3 separate regions of the Mus musculus genome follow, and all the other regions are linked to region 2. A link is a contact called in public Hi-C and promoter capture Hi-C data. All regions are on one chromosome and are shown on one strand. The core of a region is the stretch at or near the end of the contact, and the rest is flanking DNA. Distances in the headings are between cores, read along the strand shown. Region 1 overlaps Tex11 (testis expressed gene 11). Region 2 holds the start of Dlg3 (discs large MAGUK scaffold protein 3). Region 3 overlaps Tex11 (testis expressed gene 11).

What was found. Promoter capture Hi-C pulls out the DNA fragments that hold promoters and counts their contacts. Hi-C and Micro-C count contacts between places; a contact is called where the count stands out from the background.
Region 1: a promoter capture Hi-C map of liver shows a contact between it and region 2, with 5 times the contacts expected there. The contact joins the enhancer-like site here to the promoter of Dlg3 in region 2. A contact is called at or near these places in 10 of 39 promoter capture datasets (the 3T3-L1 cell line, the C10 cell line, the SN4741 cell line and 5 more), 2 of 15 datasets of contacts at CTCF or cohesin (the NIH/3T3 cell line and pro-B cells), 5 of 484 Hi-C or Micro-C datasets (brown adipocytes, embryonic stem cells, morula and 2 more), 7 of 115 datasets of contacts at active chromatin or transcription factors (embryonic stem cells, large pre-B cells, stem cell-derived neural progenitor cells and 1 more) and 3 of 9 other capture datasets (adipose tissue, macrophages and pancreatic islet).
Region 3: a Hi-C map of the N1E-115 cell line shows a contact between it and region 2, with 2.5 times the contacts expected there. The contact joins the enhancer-like site here to the promoter of Dlg3 in region 2. A contact is called at or near these places in 7 of 39 promoter capture datasets (the HPC-7 cell line, HPC-7-derived erythroid cells, embryonic stem cells and 3 more), 1 of 15 datasets of contacts at CTCF or cohesin (pro-B cells), 9 of 484 Hi-C or Micro-C datasets (2-cell embryo, 8-cell embryo, the N1E-115 cell line and 4 more), 7 of 115 datasets of contacts at active chromatin or transcription factors (the SCID.adh cell line, embryonic hindbrain, embryonic stem cells and 2 more) and 3 of 9 other capture datasets (embryonic stem cells, liver and pancreatic islet).

Annotation. Positions count from the first base shown.
Region 1 is chrX:100,891,258-100,896,119 of GRCm38.p6, forward strand. The region is part of intron 20 of Tex11 (testis expressed gene 11); the gene reads right to left. Among named protein-coding and RNA genes, the nearest start is that of Gm24577, 110 kb to the right of the region's middle. Within about 2 kb of position 3,359, at least 2 of the 459 cell types and tissues checked have an H3K27ac peak or open chromatin away from gene starts, as enhancers often do.
Region 2 is chrX:100,764,363-100,769,310 of GRCm38.p6, forward strand. It overlaps Dlg3 (discs large MAGUK scaffold protein 3), which reads left to right and starts at 3,360. Exons shown (of 21, transcript NM_016747.4): 1 at 3,360-4,066. The coding sequence starts at 3,710.
Region 3 is chrX:100,835,167-100,839,868 of GRCm38.p6, forward strand. Tex11 (testis expressed gene 11) reads right to left here. Exons shown (of 30, transcript NM_031384.2): 29 at 4,535-4,699; 30 at 3,482-3,894. The coding sequence ends at 3,739. Among named protein-coding and RNA genes, the nearest start is that of Dlg3, 70 kb to the left of the region's middle. Within about 2 kb of position 3,180, at least 5 of the 459 cell types and tissues checked have an H3K27ac peak or open chromatin away from gene starts, as enhancers often do. A contact at or near this core is called in the N1E-115 cell line, where this site is marked.

The sequences.
Region 1 (4,862 bases), core at 2,109-4,608, 130 kb after region 2:
AACAGAATCATGCTTCCTGGAGAATGCAAAGAGGATATGCACTTGAGCAAAAACTACTTTTCTCCTAAAGACTGACTTTGGAAATGCATCAGGAAACCTTAGACATAGTGACTTATAAGCAGCTCTCAACTGACCAGAAATGAGTCTTTTAATGCAGGAGTGGCAGTTACAAGGTTTGAAAGGTTTTCGAATAAGAGGCAACAGTTGAAAATGGCTCTGAAAACAGCTAGCAATTGGACTGATGCTGATAGTGTGTGTGTGTGTGTGGGGGGGTCTCAATGGGAATAGATATTAACTCTCAACTGAGCTTCTCTTAGCCAGTGGTGTATAAAAATGTTCACCAAGGCATGAAATAACTGGAACAGAATGTATTATGGTAGTGTGAACTGCTGAGTCACATTTCTTTAGATTTAACAAAAACCCCATATTTTACACTTCTTACCAACTAACAATGGCCAAAGAGATGATGTCCTCTGAGTAATAGAGAATCTGAACAGACCATTTAAACAATGGGCTTGCAGTATAGCATGGTGGTAGCGCACCTGCCTAAAATGTGAGGTTCAGACTTTATATAAACAAGTTGTGTATCTTTTATCTAAATGATTTATAAGAATAGATGTTGTCTAAGTGGGAATGTTCCCACTCCTACTACTAAAAAAAAAACCTGTCAATGAAACCAAAGATTGTTAATGATATGCTAATGGAAGCTAGACTTTCAAAGAATTAATACAAAGAATAAATAAATAATAAAGGTGAAATAAATACTGAGTGGGTTATAGGCTGGCTTCTTCACCTTGATGACTGTACAAGATATAGGGGAGGAGACACTAAGGAGTATCCTCAATAGATAAACTCTTTGGCTTCTGAGTGAACTGAGGGAAAGAGGCTGGAAAAGGATGTTGATATAAATGCAATTCTTCCCAAAGGGATAAAATACTAGTATTAAGACTATATATTTTTCTTCTTATCTCTTTCATATCACCTCAGTTTTCTGTTTCTGACTTATTTAAGTAGCTGCATAATCATGTCTATCATGTCTACTACAAGTGCTAACAACAGAACCATTTCTAAGTAGGAAACTATACCTGGATTTTATAGTCTTTTTAAAATGCAGGGTCTCTCTTCATAGTCCTGGCTGTCCAGGAACTCATTCTGTAGACTAGGTTGGCCTTGAATTTACAGAGATCTACCTACCTCTGGCCACTGAAGGTGGAAATAGGAGGATCATTGTGAGTTCAAGGCCAGACTGAGCTACACAGTGAGTTCACAGCCACTCTGGGCTACAGAGTGGGACCCTGTCTCAAAAATGTGTTGGATAAAAGCAGCCTGTTAATAAATGGTAGTAAAGAAACTGGATATCCATACATAGAAGAGCAAAACTAGAGCACTGACTCACCGAGTATAAAAACTAACTCAAATGATCAAAAGCTTTAATGTGAAACTTGAAACTATTTCAAGAAAACAGGACAAACACTTCAAAATATTGACACAGGCAATGATTTCTTTGATAGGACTTTAGTAGCTCATTAAAAAGCAAGAATTCATAAATGAGATGGTGTTCAGTTAAAAGGCTTCTGCATAACAAAAGAAATAATCTAGTCAAAAAATAGCCTACAGATAGAAGAAAAATCCATTAGCTAATCCTATGGTAAGGGACTAATATCCAGAATGCATAAATAATTTTGAAGTGACACTGGAAGAGTAAATACTAGAATCAATTAAATTGGCAAATGGTCTGAAAAGACACTTTCCAAATGAGTAAGTACAAATGACCAATAAATAGAAGAAAAATACATAGTATTATCAAGCCATCAAGGAAATGCAAATTATAGCTACATCAAGGTTGCATGTCTCCCCCACTAGAATGGTTTTTATAGAAATGAAACTAAAAAGCAATAACAAGTACTGCCAAGGATGTGGAGAAAAATGAACACCTACACTCCGTTGGTGGGAATAAAAATTAGCTCAGCCATCTCTAAATCAGTAGAGAGGTTCTTTTAAATATTAGAAATAAAACTGCTATCTGATCAAGGTATGTCATTCCTGGGTATCTGAAAGAAATAAAATTAACACACAAGGAAATATCTGCACACTCATATTTATGGCTAGTCACAATAAGCAAGATATAGAACCAGCCTAGATGTTCATGAACAAATGAATGGATAAAAATTGTGTCTGTCTATCAATCAATCTATCTATCTATCTATACATACATACATACACACACACACATATACAATATTACACAAACAAACACACTCCCTATATAATGGGAGTCGATGCATTTACTAGACTAATACTGCTGTCTGAATCTGGTTCAGCAGAGTGGCTAAATCTCATGCTCATTCTTAAAAATAGATTTTTTTTTGTTAAAAATGGAGAAAAGGAGAAATAGAACATTGAGAGAGAACCCTAATGAAAACTGGGCTTAATGTGACACTGTATCGGCTTAGGTCCCTTAGTTGTAATATCTGTATTTATCTGGTAAAGTATATTGATGATGGAGGCTGATTATAGGTAAATAGGGAGAATGGATATTTGAAAAATCTCTGTACTGTCTTCTCAATTTTGCTGTAAACCTAAAACTATTCACTAAAAAGCAGTGAGGGAGTGAGTTATCCCAGCCCAGAAAGACAAACACTGCATGTGTACTCTCATCTGTGGTTCCTAGCTCCCAATCCTCAGTGTGAGTATAACACAGAGGGACCTCAGAAACCAGGAAAGTATAAAGAATCAGTAGGTGGGAGAGAGATGCTTGAAATGGAAATACGAAGATGCAGGTGATATGAAGTGGGAAACATTAAAAAAAAAAAAAAAGAGGTGGCTCCAGATCTGTAGGAAGTCAGTTAATACAGACAGAGGAGGGAGAAGGAACAAATAATATGAGAGCTATGTGATAAAGCCTCAAAGAATCATCTTATTTTATATTTACCTAAAATTATATATAATACATATAAGTATGTGTTTATATGTACATGTATCTAGATAGATAGATACATGTACATAGAAAACATATATGTTATATATACATGTATATATGTCCATATGTCCTAAAGGAAGTTAAGCCATGTGGGCTACCAATGTTCCCTAAAAGAAACATAGACTAACAAAAACTCTAGTACCAGAAACGAGAAACCTTCCTTTGAATGGTTGGTCAGCATAGTCCAGGTGACTCTCAAAACTAGGCTATCCATGTAGCCCTTGGTGGCCTCTCAGCTGGATCTAACCTGAAAGCCTCTTTTCTGCACTCTAGTTTCCATGGTGACAGAAAAATATACAAGCTGCCAATGGAGGGAAGCAATTAAACAGTCCTCCCCAGGTGCAATAGCTATGAACTATAACAAGGTATTACCAGCAGGGCAAGGTGTGTGCAAAACTGCAGTAAGTGGCACTCACACATTTGAGGTAACTTACAGCTGTGTAATTGGACTTAGAGCTCATTTGATAAGGAAGAAAATCTTGCCTGGAACTTGTTTCTGGGGCCAGTGTGGTCCAGAACCTTGGAAAAAAAGCTTCTACTGCCACTCTGCTAGGCCAGCATAATTCCTAACTACATTAATAATCTTATCCTGATACCCACAGATGAGTGCAGCTACCATCCCTCATCAAAGAAGCCTCTCTTCATAGAAGATGGAGACCATCACAGAAGACCACAACAGGGCACAAAGCAGAAATCAATAGATCATATGATACCAAGCCCAGGGAATACGTCTATATTATAGCTTCTACATCTTGCTTAGGGAACATCAGGGAAAAGCAGGAAGAAAGATTGCTAAAGAGCCACATCACCAGGAAGTCTGTCATGAAACAATCTCTCGTAGAAATGGCTACATAAACAATGACAATATCAATGGATATAATGATGTAATGGGGGGAATTTTTCAGGCTCTCACCTTTAAACCAAGAACCACAGGTTCCTAATGACTGCTGGGGGGAGGAGAATCAGCCTCTAAAGGAAAACTTAGGGGTTCTTTGGAAAGTCAGTTGGATGGTGTTTTGCTGGGGCAAACATGTGATAGAACATTTCATTAAAGTGGGCACAGGTGTAAAAGGCTAAGGCAGAGTCATGAAGGAATGTTTCGCTGATGCAAACACAGGAGAGGATGTTCTGCTAAGGCAAGCATGTGAAAGGACATGTGATGAAGGATTCTTTGCTAACAACATGCATGTACTGGTCTGCCTCATATAGCATAGTTGAGCTAAATTTATTGGGACTCCATGGAGAGAAACACACCAAAAAACTTCTGGTGGTGTGCTGCAGTTTGTTGCCACTTCAGTGGACTCAGGCTGACTGGATGCATGTGCTGAGGCAAGGCCTGTGCTAAGGCAAGGCACATGGAGGACACATGATATTTGGAGGGTATAAATAGGACTCCACAGAATGACGGAGACAGAGCTTGGCTTGCTGGTACAGCAAGCTGGTACACTTCAACACTTGTGGGTCTCTACTCTTCACTTATCTTTGCTCCCCTGAGAGAGGCACAGTAGAAAACTTCTCCTGATGTTCCTCTTGGTCCCTCCTGCTGACACAAGCTGAGGCTGAGGCCTGGCTGTCTGTACTAGGTCATGTCACCGCTGTGCTAACCTGACTCTACCAAACTGGACTGCTGGTGTATCCCTGGAGTGTTTGCAAGTGGATTGAGTGGCTGCTGCCGGCTGACCTGTAAATTGATGAACTGCTTGCTCCAAAGAACCTTTCTAAACCTTTCCACTTCCCTGTATCCTTTCTTTTCCACTACCTCTGGTGGTTGGTAGACTAGAAGGGAAGTTAAAGTTAAGAACCATCATTAAAAATAGCACTTGAGAAAATTAAAGTTACAAGCCTCTCCCAGACCCAAAAGGACATGCATAAATTACAGGGA
Region 2 (4,948 bases), core at 2,110-4,609:
CTTTGAGTTTTCTTTATTGTGTCTACTTCCCTTTTTAGGTCTAGTATGGTTTTGTTCATTTCCATCACCTGTTTGTATGTTTTTTCCTCTTTTTCTGTAAGGACTTCTACCTGTTTGATTGTGTTTTCCTGTTTTTCTTTAAGGACTTGTAACTCTTTAGCAGTGTTCTCCTGTATTTCTTTAAGTGATTTATTAAAGTCCTTCTTGATGTCCTCTACCATCATCATGAGATATGCTTTTAAATCTAGGTCTAGGTTCTCAGGTGTGTTGGGGTTCCCTGGACTGGGCGAAGTGGGTGTGCTGGGTTCTGGTGATGGTGAGTGGTCTTGGTTCCTGTTAGTAAGATTCCTCCGTTTACCTTTCGCCATCTGGTAATCTCTGGAGTTAGTAGTTATAGTTGACTCTGTTTAGAGATTGTTCTTCTGGTGATTCTGTTACCGTCTATCAGCAGACCTGGGAGACAGATTCTCTCCTCTGAGTTTCAGTGCTCAGAGCACTCTCTGCTGGCAAGCTCTCTTACAGGGAAGGTGCGCAGATATCTTGTATTTGGACCTCCTCCTGGCCGAAGAAGAAGGCCCAAAACAGGACCTTTCTCAGACACTGTGTTGCTTTGGCAGTTCCCAGGTGGTACAGACTCTCACCTAAGCAGACTAAATTCCTAAGTTCCTTGGAGTCCCGGGACCAAGATGGCGACCGCTGCTGCTGTGGCTTAGGCCGCCTCCCCAGCCGGGTGGGCACCTGTCCTCCGGTCCGGAAGGTGGCCGGCTGTCCCCGGCCCACACAGGGTGCTGCCTCAGCTCCTCTGTGCTTCTGCCTGTTCCAGAAGCTGTCAGGTTCTCTGGCGCACCCTCTCACCTGTTCAGACTAATTTCCTAAGTTCGGCGGGTCCCGGACCAAGATGGCGACCGCTGCTGCTGTGGCTTAGGTCGCCTCCCCAGCCGGGCGGGCACCTGTCCTCCGGTCCGGAAGGTGGCCGGCTGTCCCCGGCCCACACAGGGTGCTGCCTCAGCCCCTCTGTGCTTCTGCCTGTTCCAGAGGCTGTCAGGTTCTCTGGCGCACCCTCTCACCTGTTCAGACTAATTTCCTAAGTTCGTGCATATTTCTTTAAACAGTTCACACCATGGATTGTCTGTCAGTGCTCTCCATACCATCGGGAAGATGTTTAGTAACTTTCGATATAAGTAATCAAATGAGAGACGTGCAGAAATCACGTCTTTCTCTAGAACTGCTTGTAGTACCAAAATCTGCAGTAGACAGGTCTCTGTAAATGAATAGAACCAATAGAATGTATACATATTATATGTGGGCTTATTGGATTGGCTTACATGATAGGGAAACTAGCAGTCCAACAATGGCTGTCTGTACACTGGCAAGGCATGGAATGTGGTAGCTGCTCAGTCCAAAAAAAAAAAAAAAAAGACATTTCAGCAGACCCAATCCAGTGTCAAAAGCCTGGAGAGTCACTGAAAAGTCACTGGTGTTAAGTTCACTTGGATAAAGTCTGGTGGCGGCCAATAATGGCAACAGCAGTGATACGTGCAGTCAAAAGGAAGAGAAGAGGGAATAAAGGGATGGCTCAGTAGCTAAGAGCACTCGTTGTTCTTGCAGAAGACCCAAATTTGGTTCTGAGGGACAACTATCTGTAACTTCAATATCTGAGGATCTGACACGCCCTACTGGCCTCTGCCAGAACTGCACGCAAATGGCTCAAATACATACATGCAGGTAAAACACTAGTACACAGAAAATGAAACAAGTCTACAAATAATTTTTGTAAAGGAAGTGAAAGCAGGCATAGGCTTGCTGCATTTTACTCAGACCTCTCTGTATCTGGGTGACCCATTGGAAGATGCCACTCCCACTGAAGGTCTGTTCATCCGCACTTGAAATGCCCTCACAGATATGCCCAATGCGTATCTTCTAGGTGATTCTAATTCTACTGAAGTTGACAACCATGGCTAGTTACCATAACTATATGGTTTTCTGTTCTTTGTTGCACTTACGTTTGTCTACATCCTCTCAGGGACTGGGTCTGTTTGTTGTATATCGTATTGTTCTATTACTATATTCTAGAACAGTGTTTGGCATGAACATCTGTTGAATTAAGCCCAAGTCTCTATTCACAACACCCATGTGATGGCTTTACACCGGGTAAGTGCTCAATTAATGTCTGTTAAATGAAACGGAGACCTAAAATCTGCAGAACTTAGAGCACAGTGCTTATCTGAGTAGTTTAGAGCATGGGTTCCAGTCAAATGGCAAGAACTTTCATCTCTCAGTTATGCTACCTAGTTGTGTTAGCACCGCTGAGCTTACAGTTCTTATTGGTAGAATGGAGGTACCTTTAGTACTGCCTTGATAGAGACTTTTGTTTGCACCTCAGACTTTGTAACGATTCAGTCATTGTCTGCTAAAGATAAAACAAGGACAGAAACAAAAAGCTAGCCTGGGTGGCACCTGTAATATCACCAATCAAGTAGTTGAGGCAGGATGATCACTCTGTCTCAAAAAAAAAAAAAGATTCTTTCTGTCTTATGATTACCCTTTCCCCACCTTCCAACAGCGTGAGCGAGGAGAAGTCAAGGAGACCTCCTTCAATCGGGATTCCTGGGTGCTGTGCCAGAACCAAAGAATTGGCTTCTTTCACTTTAGATCTTTTCTTACCACTTCCTTGTACCCGAACTCCCTTTCCTCGTAACATTTCAAGCCTCTTTTCCCTAACATAACCATGGAGTGGAGGCAGAAGTGTCGGAGGCAGGCATAAATAGTTTTCTCTCGTTGCCGGTTCTGAGGTTAGTCTCTCACTGGTGATGTAAGAAAGGTCGACTGTGAGAGATACTCATTACAGGGCCTAGGAAATGAAAGAACAATGGTCCTGATGAGGATGCGCTGACAGACCTGGATGCTGCCCTTTTCCTTGGTCCCCTGCAGGAGGCAGCACTTCGCGCACCCTGTCCAGATGCCCCTTTGATCGGTTCTATTGCTGCCTTTACTTCTGATGGCCCTAGCTTAGAGCAAGCTTAGGGACCCATTGAGCATCTCACTGCAACTCCCTCTTGCCAGTGGGGCGGGGTGGAGCGGGCAGAAGACAGCCTGAAATTGGCAACACGAGAACACAGGATCGCAGGATCATACTCTTCAGCTCTCTAGTGGCCCAAATCTCAGCCACCTAGACTAGGGTTGCCAGTAACTCCACAGAATAGGGGAGATGTGTCTGAGTCCGGGGGGTGGGGGGGCGCCTCTGCTTCTGCTCCTTTAAGAAGCCGCTGTTTAGCATTCCTGCTGCTGCCGCTGCCGCTGCCTGACTCTGCGCTCTGATTGGCTGGAATCAATTGAGAAGGGAGCCAGGGAGAGATGCTCTTGACTCCACTCAGATCCATCCTGGGGACCTGAGCAGAAGAGGTTCTCGCCGCACCTAGCCTTTGCCTGGGCGCCCGATTCTTCTTTGCCGCTGGGCCTCGGCCCAGAAGCCACAACGGGCGACACGGAGCCGCCAGTGCTGGAGGGGGAGCCATGGGTGCGGGGCAGCGTGGGGGCAGAGGCCCCAGGACGCCCGCCCGGCCCCAGGCCCCGCTCAGCCAGGGCACCCCCACGGGTGCCCCCTCCTTCTTGGTCTGAGCAGTGCGAGTGTGCTAGGGAGCCCGGCGGCGGCGGCGGCGGCGTGGAAACTGGCGTGGGCTGGGGGGTCCGAGCCGCGGGGGGCAGTGCCATGCACAAGCACCAGCACTGCTGTAAGTGCCCCGAGTGCTATGAGGTGACCCGCCTGGCCGCCCTGCGGCGTCTTGAGCCTCCTGGCTACGGGGACTGGCAGGTGCCGGACCCCTATGGGCCAAGTGGGGGCAATGGGGCTAGCTCCGGTTATGGAGGCTACAGCTCGCAGACCCTGCCTTCACAGGCAGGGGCTACCCCCACCCCTCGCACCAAGGCCAAGCTCATCCCCACAGGCCGAGATGTGGGGCCAGTGCCCCCTAAGCCAGTCCCCGGCAAGAGCACCCCAAAACTCAACGGCAGTGGCCCCGGCTGGTGGCCCGAGTGCACCTGTACCAACCGGGACTGGTATGAGCAGGTAAGGACCGGCAGATGAGGAGGAGGGGAGGCTGGTGGGACAACCCAAAGGACTAGGGATTGGGGTCTAGGAAGTCTGGGGAGCAGTAGAGGTTGCTGGGGCTCCAAGTCTATGGATCTGAGCCTTTAGCAGCTGACCAAAGAGAGACTGTTGAAAATACATCTTCTATGTGTGTCTGTTTAGGGGGTCTCCGTTTGGAGGGGATTGGGAGGAGCTGTTTGTATCAGGGGGTGATGGTATGGCGGAGGGGCACATTTTTCTAGTGTGGGGGATTTGGGTTTGTCTCAGTGCAGGGCGGGGGGGTGGCAGTGTCTCTGTGTCTGGCAGGGGGCGGGAGGTTCTGCGGGGGTTGTATGTGGTGTGTGTCTCCATAGGAGGGGAGGAGGGGGCATGGTGCTCTGCGTGGGGGGGACATATGTGTTTGTATGTATGTTGGGGTGTGTGGAAGAAAGCAATGGAGCTTGTGTGAATGTATGTATCAGAACCCATGTGCCCAGATGGCTGAGCGTCATCTCTCCATACCATGAGTCCCTCTCCATCCCAGTCCCTTTGTGTGTGAACGTGCACATGGATATGTGAGGATGTGTCTCTGAATGTGAAGGTGTCTCTGTCGATGAGGCTGCAGGGATAGCTGTGTTCGCCCGAGGGTGTCTCCATGTATATGTGTGTAAGCATGTGGCTTCAAGAGTGTACACGTGTGTGTGTGTGTGTGTGTGTGTGTGTGTGTGTGTTGTCCCTGATGAGAAGCGCTTAACAGGCAAAAGGGGGGGGGGCAAGACACATCCCAAGCAAGGCTGAGATGCTGCTGAGAAGGACAGACTCTTTTGTCCAAGCTGCTCTGAAGTGTGTGCTGCGGGGGGTTGGGGGGCAGGGGGTGTTAAA
Region 3 (4,702 bases), core at 1,930-4,429, 71 kb after region 2:
TTTAAAGCTGGACATATAAGCAGATAACTTATTAATGTCAGTATATATGGAAAAACAAGCATAGACATTTCATTTCATTCTTTCTTTCAATAATACTCATAGAACGTGCCAGCTGCTGTGCTAGTCACTGGGCTGTACAGTTGTAAGGAAAACACATTGTAGTGTCTTCCTGGGGCTTTTAAGAGATGCTGCAGGATGGTGCTGAGGGTGTAGCTAAGCTGGTAGAATGCTTCCTCTATTATGCCTGAATCCCTGGGTGCAATCCCCAGCACCCTATAAAGTGAGGGTGGCAATGCACACTTGTGATCTCTGCACTTGGAAGGTGGACTCAGGAGGATCTGGAATGAGCTTTGCAGATGAGTGGGATAGTCAGAAAGGTGGGGAAAATGGCAACACTGGAAGGGTTAGAAATAGGTAAAGGAGGGAAGACTACAACAAATCTGAGTACCAGATTGAAGATGGAGGTCAATGCCATGGTTTTATACTTGTGCGCGTGCATGTTGGGAATAATGTATAAGTATGTATATATATATCTCCACATGTTTCTTTCCTAGCTCTGCTCAATCTGAAGAGTGTCACCCCAGCTAACAATGAATGTTAACTAGGACTTAGATCTTGTGACCTGTAACCATTCTCTATCCAAAAGAAGCAGATTTCTTTGAACAAATCACTTATTCCGAGATCAGGGCAGGAAATGTATGAGATGAGCCTGGAGATCTCACTGTTCCACAGGTTAAGAAGTACTTATAGAAAATGGAGACATGCCAAAAGAGCACAGAACAGATAATGATAATGGTGAATTATTATCCACTGAACAAGTAAGACTCTGCTAATGTATAAATAAAATGTAGGTTAAAAGGAGGAGTGGAATAAGGGATAAATAAGTGGAGATAAGCTCTGTGGCAGAGCATTTACATGGACAAGGCCCTGGAGAGAATAAAAAGTGGAGAGGCAGAACATGCCTTATCTTGTTAAAGCCAACTAGGAAAGGGAACAATGGAGACAGAAAATCCAACAACTGGCAAGCCACTGCAGTAAAATGGACCCAGGTAAGACTTATCAATTGATGCAAAAACTTGCTTGTGAACATTAATGAGGAACAGGATATTTACTTAGCCTCAAATTACCTTCCACCAAGAACTCCATAATTACTCACTAATTACTAAGTACAAAATGTTTATCAATTAACCTTACCCTGGAGAAACCTGGCAGAGACCGTCTTAACTTTCAGTCCGTAATAGGGCAGATTGACACTGAGTGCTTGCTGGTGGGCAACGGAAAGCAACGTGACCAGGAACACTGCTTTTGTGGCTCTGCTTGTCCAGAGTGGGTAAACAGAATCTAATCAGCAGCAAAGATCTGACCTAAACTTCAGTTCATGCTCCAAAGCCATTAGTCTGTGCTCTGAAATGTTAAGGTCATTTGCAGGAGATGAAAGGAACAAGACAACTAAGTGCAGCTTCTGATCTTGACTTTCTCAAGGACTACTGCTGTCAATGGCCCTGTGGAACACATGGCAGAAGCAAATCACTGCTGGGTTTCTGATTCTGATGTTTCCACTATTGTTCTGGATCGATTGGATTGGTTTTTTTAATACACTCACTCTTGTAGATGATGGTATGTTTTGTTTCTAGCTCCCTACTCCCCGTGTCTCACCATGCACTCCTTACAATGATGTTCCAGCCACGTGACCAGAGCCAACAAGAGCCCAGCAGCCACGGACTGAAACCGCTGAAAGTGTGAGCCAAAATGAATCTTTCTCCCTCGAAGTTTTCTTAGATATTTGTCACAATGGAAAATTGACTAAATGGTTTGTACACAGTTCATTCTGTTTAAAAATATCAGCATGCAAAGTTTGAAGTGAAAACTTCAGAAGCCTATTAAGAATCTGAGAAAGTTATACTGGCAAAGACATCATGAATAAGAAGCATTTATACTTAAGACTAAACTCAGATATCAAGCCCTGACACATGCATAAGAAACTGTGAAATCTGTCTACTTTCAAATACATCACATCTCACAAAATTCACTTTAAATATTATTTTTTTTAAAGATTTATTTATTATTATATCTAAGTACACTGTAGCTGTCTTCAGATGCACCAGAAGAGGGCGTCAGATCCCATTACGGATGGTTGTGAGCTACCATGTGGTTGCTGGGATTTGAACTCAGGACCTTCGGAAGAGCAGTCGGTGCTCTTAACCACTGAGCCATCTCTCCAGCCCCTAAATATTATTATTGAGAATGTGTATAACAAAATATTAAACATAATTTTAAATATCATTGAGAATATGTATAACAAAATCTCTCTCAGGTTTTAGAACTAGGAGCAGAGTGACCAAAACATAGCGACTAAATAAAACTGAGTGATTGAATACCATAGTTAGAAGGTAATAGAGGAACTCCTCTCAGGTTCATGGTGGTATGTCTTCATGTCACCTGTCCAGCATGTGACATTCTTCAATTCCAGAATTGCTAGATTGTTCCTCCAGTCTTTCCTCTGTGTCAACTGCACCTTCAATGTTCTCCCAATAATGCTAGATGGTTGACACACACATTTCGGTTTACGGGTTAGAAAAAGTTGAGAGGTCAGTATGAATGTGATGCAGAAGAGTACTTGTTCCTGAGAGTCTGTGAGACAATCTCAAGGGACTGAGACAGCAAGCAAACAGCAAACAGCAATGTAGCCACATCCATTGGATGAAGGGTGCACAGCAGGTGTTTGTGCTTACCCATGACTTTTATTACATATGCAAGTATTCGAAAACCAGTGCTTGGAAATGTCATAAATAGAAGAGAAATCGGGAGAGAGAGAGAGAGAGAGAGAGAGAGAGAGAGAGAGAGAGAGAGAGAGAGAGAGAGAGAGAATAAGAGCAATGTGGTACTACTTAATGTTAGTGCAGGCAGACTGAGAATACTGAACCCTCTTTGGAGTGTGAGAATTGGTTCTTGGAAGGGAAAGGAAGGATCATAGGAGGAATGGCTGAGAGGCCAAAGGATACTGAACCCAAAGAAGAAAAGGCTGGACGATGGGGTGATGATTTCTGTCTGATTCTCTAAAGGGCACCTGGAATGGAAATAGCAGACTTATTACTGGGAAACAGATTTTTGTTGAGTATAAGGAAAAGCTTTTTACCAATTAGCCAAGGCAAAAAGAAGGGTGTGTTTGAAGAGTCATAGGATATGATTCATTCTCAGTGCCCCACTCTCTGACAGGTTCTGACTATGTAGCACAGGATGTGTTTTAATAGAGTGCTCAAAGAAAGATCTCATGAATCTGATAAATTCAGAAGCCAGTGACCACTAGGCCCTCCCAACGATGTTTATGGCTCTGTTCTCTCTCAGCTTAGGGAGTTTGGGCAGGAGTGGACTTCCATTTTATTCACATGGGGCGTCTTGCCCTAGCATGGACTGTTTCAATATAACTCTTAGCAGTTAGGAACATTCACCTTTCTTCTAGAAATCAGCTGATCAATGGGGTGAAAGTCAAAATGCTTTTATTTGAGAAAATTTCAGTCAACAAGGCTTAAGAAAACAAAAGTTCCAGGGAACATATGACACACACTGAAATAGTCAGCGGCTCATGAATATACACCTTCAAGTTGCTGTGAGCTAGTCTGCTTTCTACAACCTCCTTCAATCATTATGACTCTCCACTGAAAAGTAAAATCACTCTTTACTTTTATCACATGTACCCACAGTGACCAGAGGGGAGTATCAGATTCCCTGGAACTGGAATTACAGATGGTTTTGAGCTGCCACGTTGGTGCTGGAAACTGAACCTTGATCCTCCGGAGGAACAATAAGTGCTCTTAATTGTTCAGTCATCTCTGTAGATCTTAAATCCGTCTTTTTATCTAATATTTCCATGAGGTTGGCATACAGAAGATTCACCTGAGAAAGAAAACAGCAGACAGACTTTAAGAAAAAGGAAAAAAAAAAACCAACCAGTGTGGGAAAGCTTCCCAGATCCACAGTGATGGCACAGTGATGGCCCTTGAGGTCTGAAATCTGAGTTGCTATTGGGAAGAGGAATCTCAGTACAGTAGGCCTGTTTAATTAGGAACAGGCAGCTCTAGTAAGGAAGGTAATCAAAACAGAAAAGATTTGTTGTTCTTATTTGGTAACAAGGCTGTTCCTTACCAAACCTACCCTGGTTAGCAGGTCTAGGTGCTTGAAACACAATAGTCCCTGGAGAAATGCCTGTTTGACCAGCCATTGTTTGCACAGAGGCCAGCTCTTACCCACACACATTGGCACTGACAGTGATTTATCTTTCCAGAGTGCACTCCTGGCAGTCCTCATAATTAGATTCCATTCAGTATCCCTGTTTCCTCTTCCCCACCCTTTTTGGTTTCACTCTAAGAAATTACTACACAACCTCTTACCACATGAATTGCTACAGAAGCTCTGAGCTCTTCAAAGATGAAGATCTTTACCTAGTCAAGCAAGGTAGGATGTGTCTTTAAGGGAGCCTTGCATGCCTTCTGTGCCCTCTAAGTTATGCCACCCACTGCAGGCTTCTCCCTCCTACCTTTGCTTCATAGCTTGTTTTGAGGGTGCTAAGGTGGCCAAGGAAATCCAATGCCATTGCAGCCCACCTTTCTGCAGATATATACTTGTTCTTGCTAGACATCAGTATTCCAATATTCCAAGACTTGATCATTAGCCATACAATCTCCTCTTCTGGGTATCCTTCCTG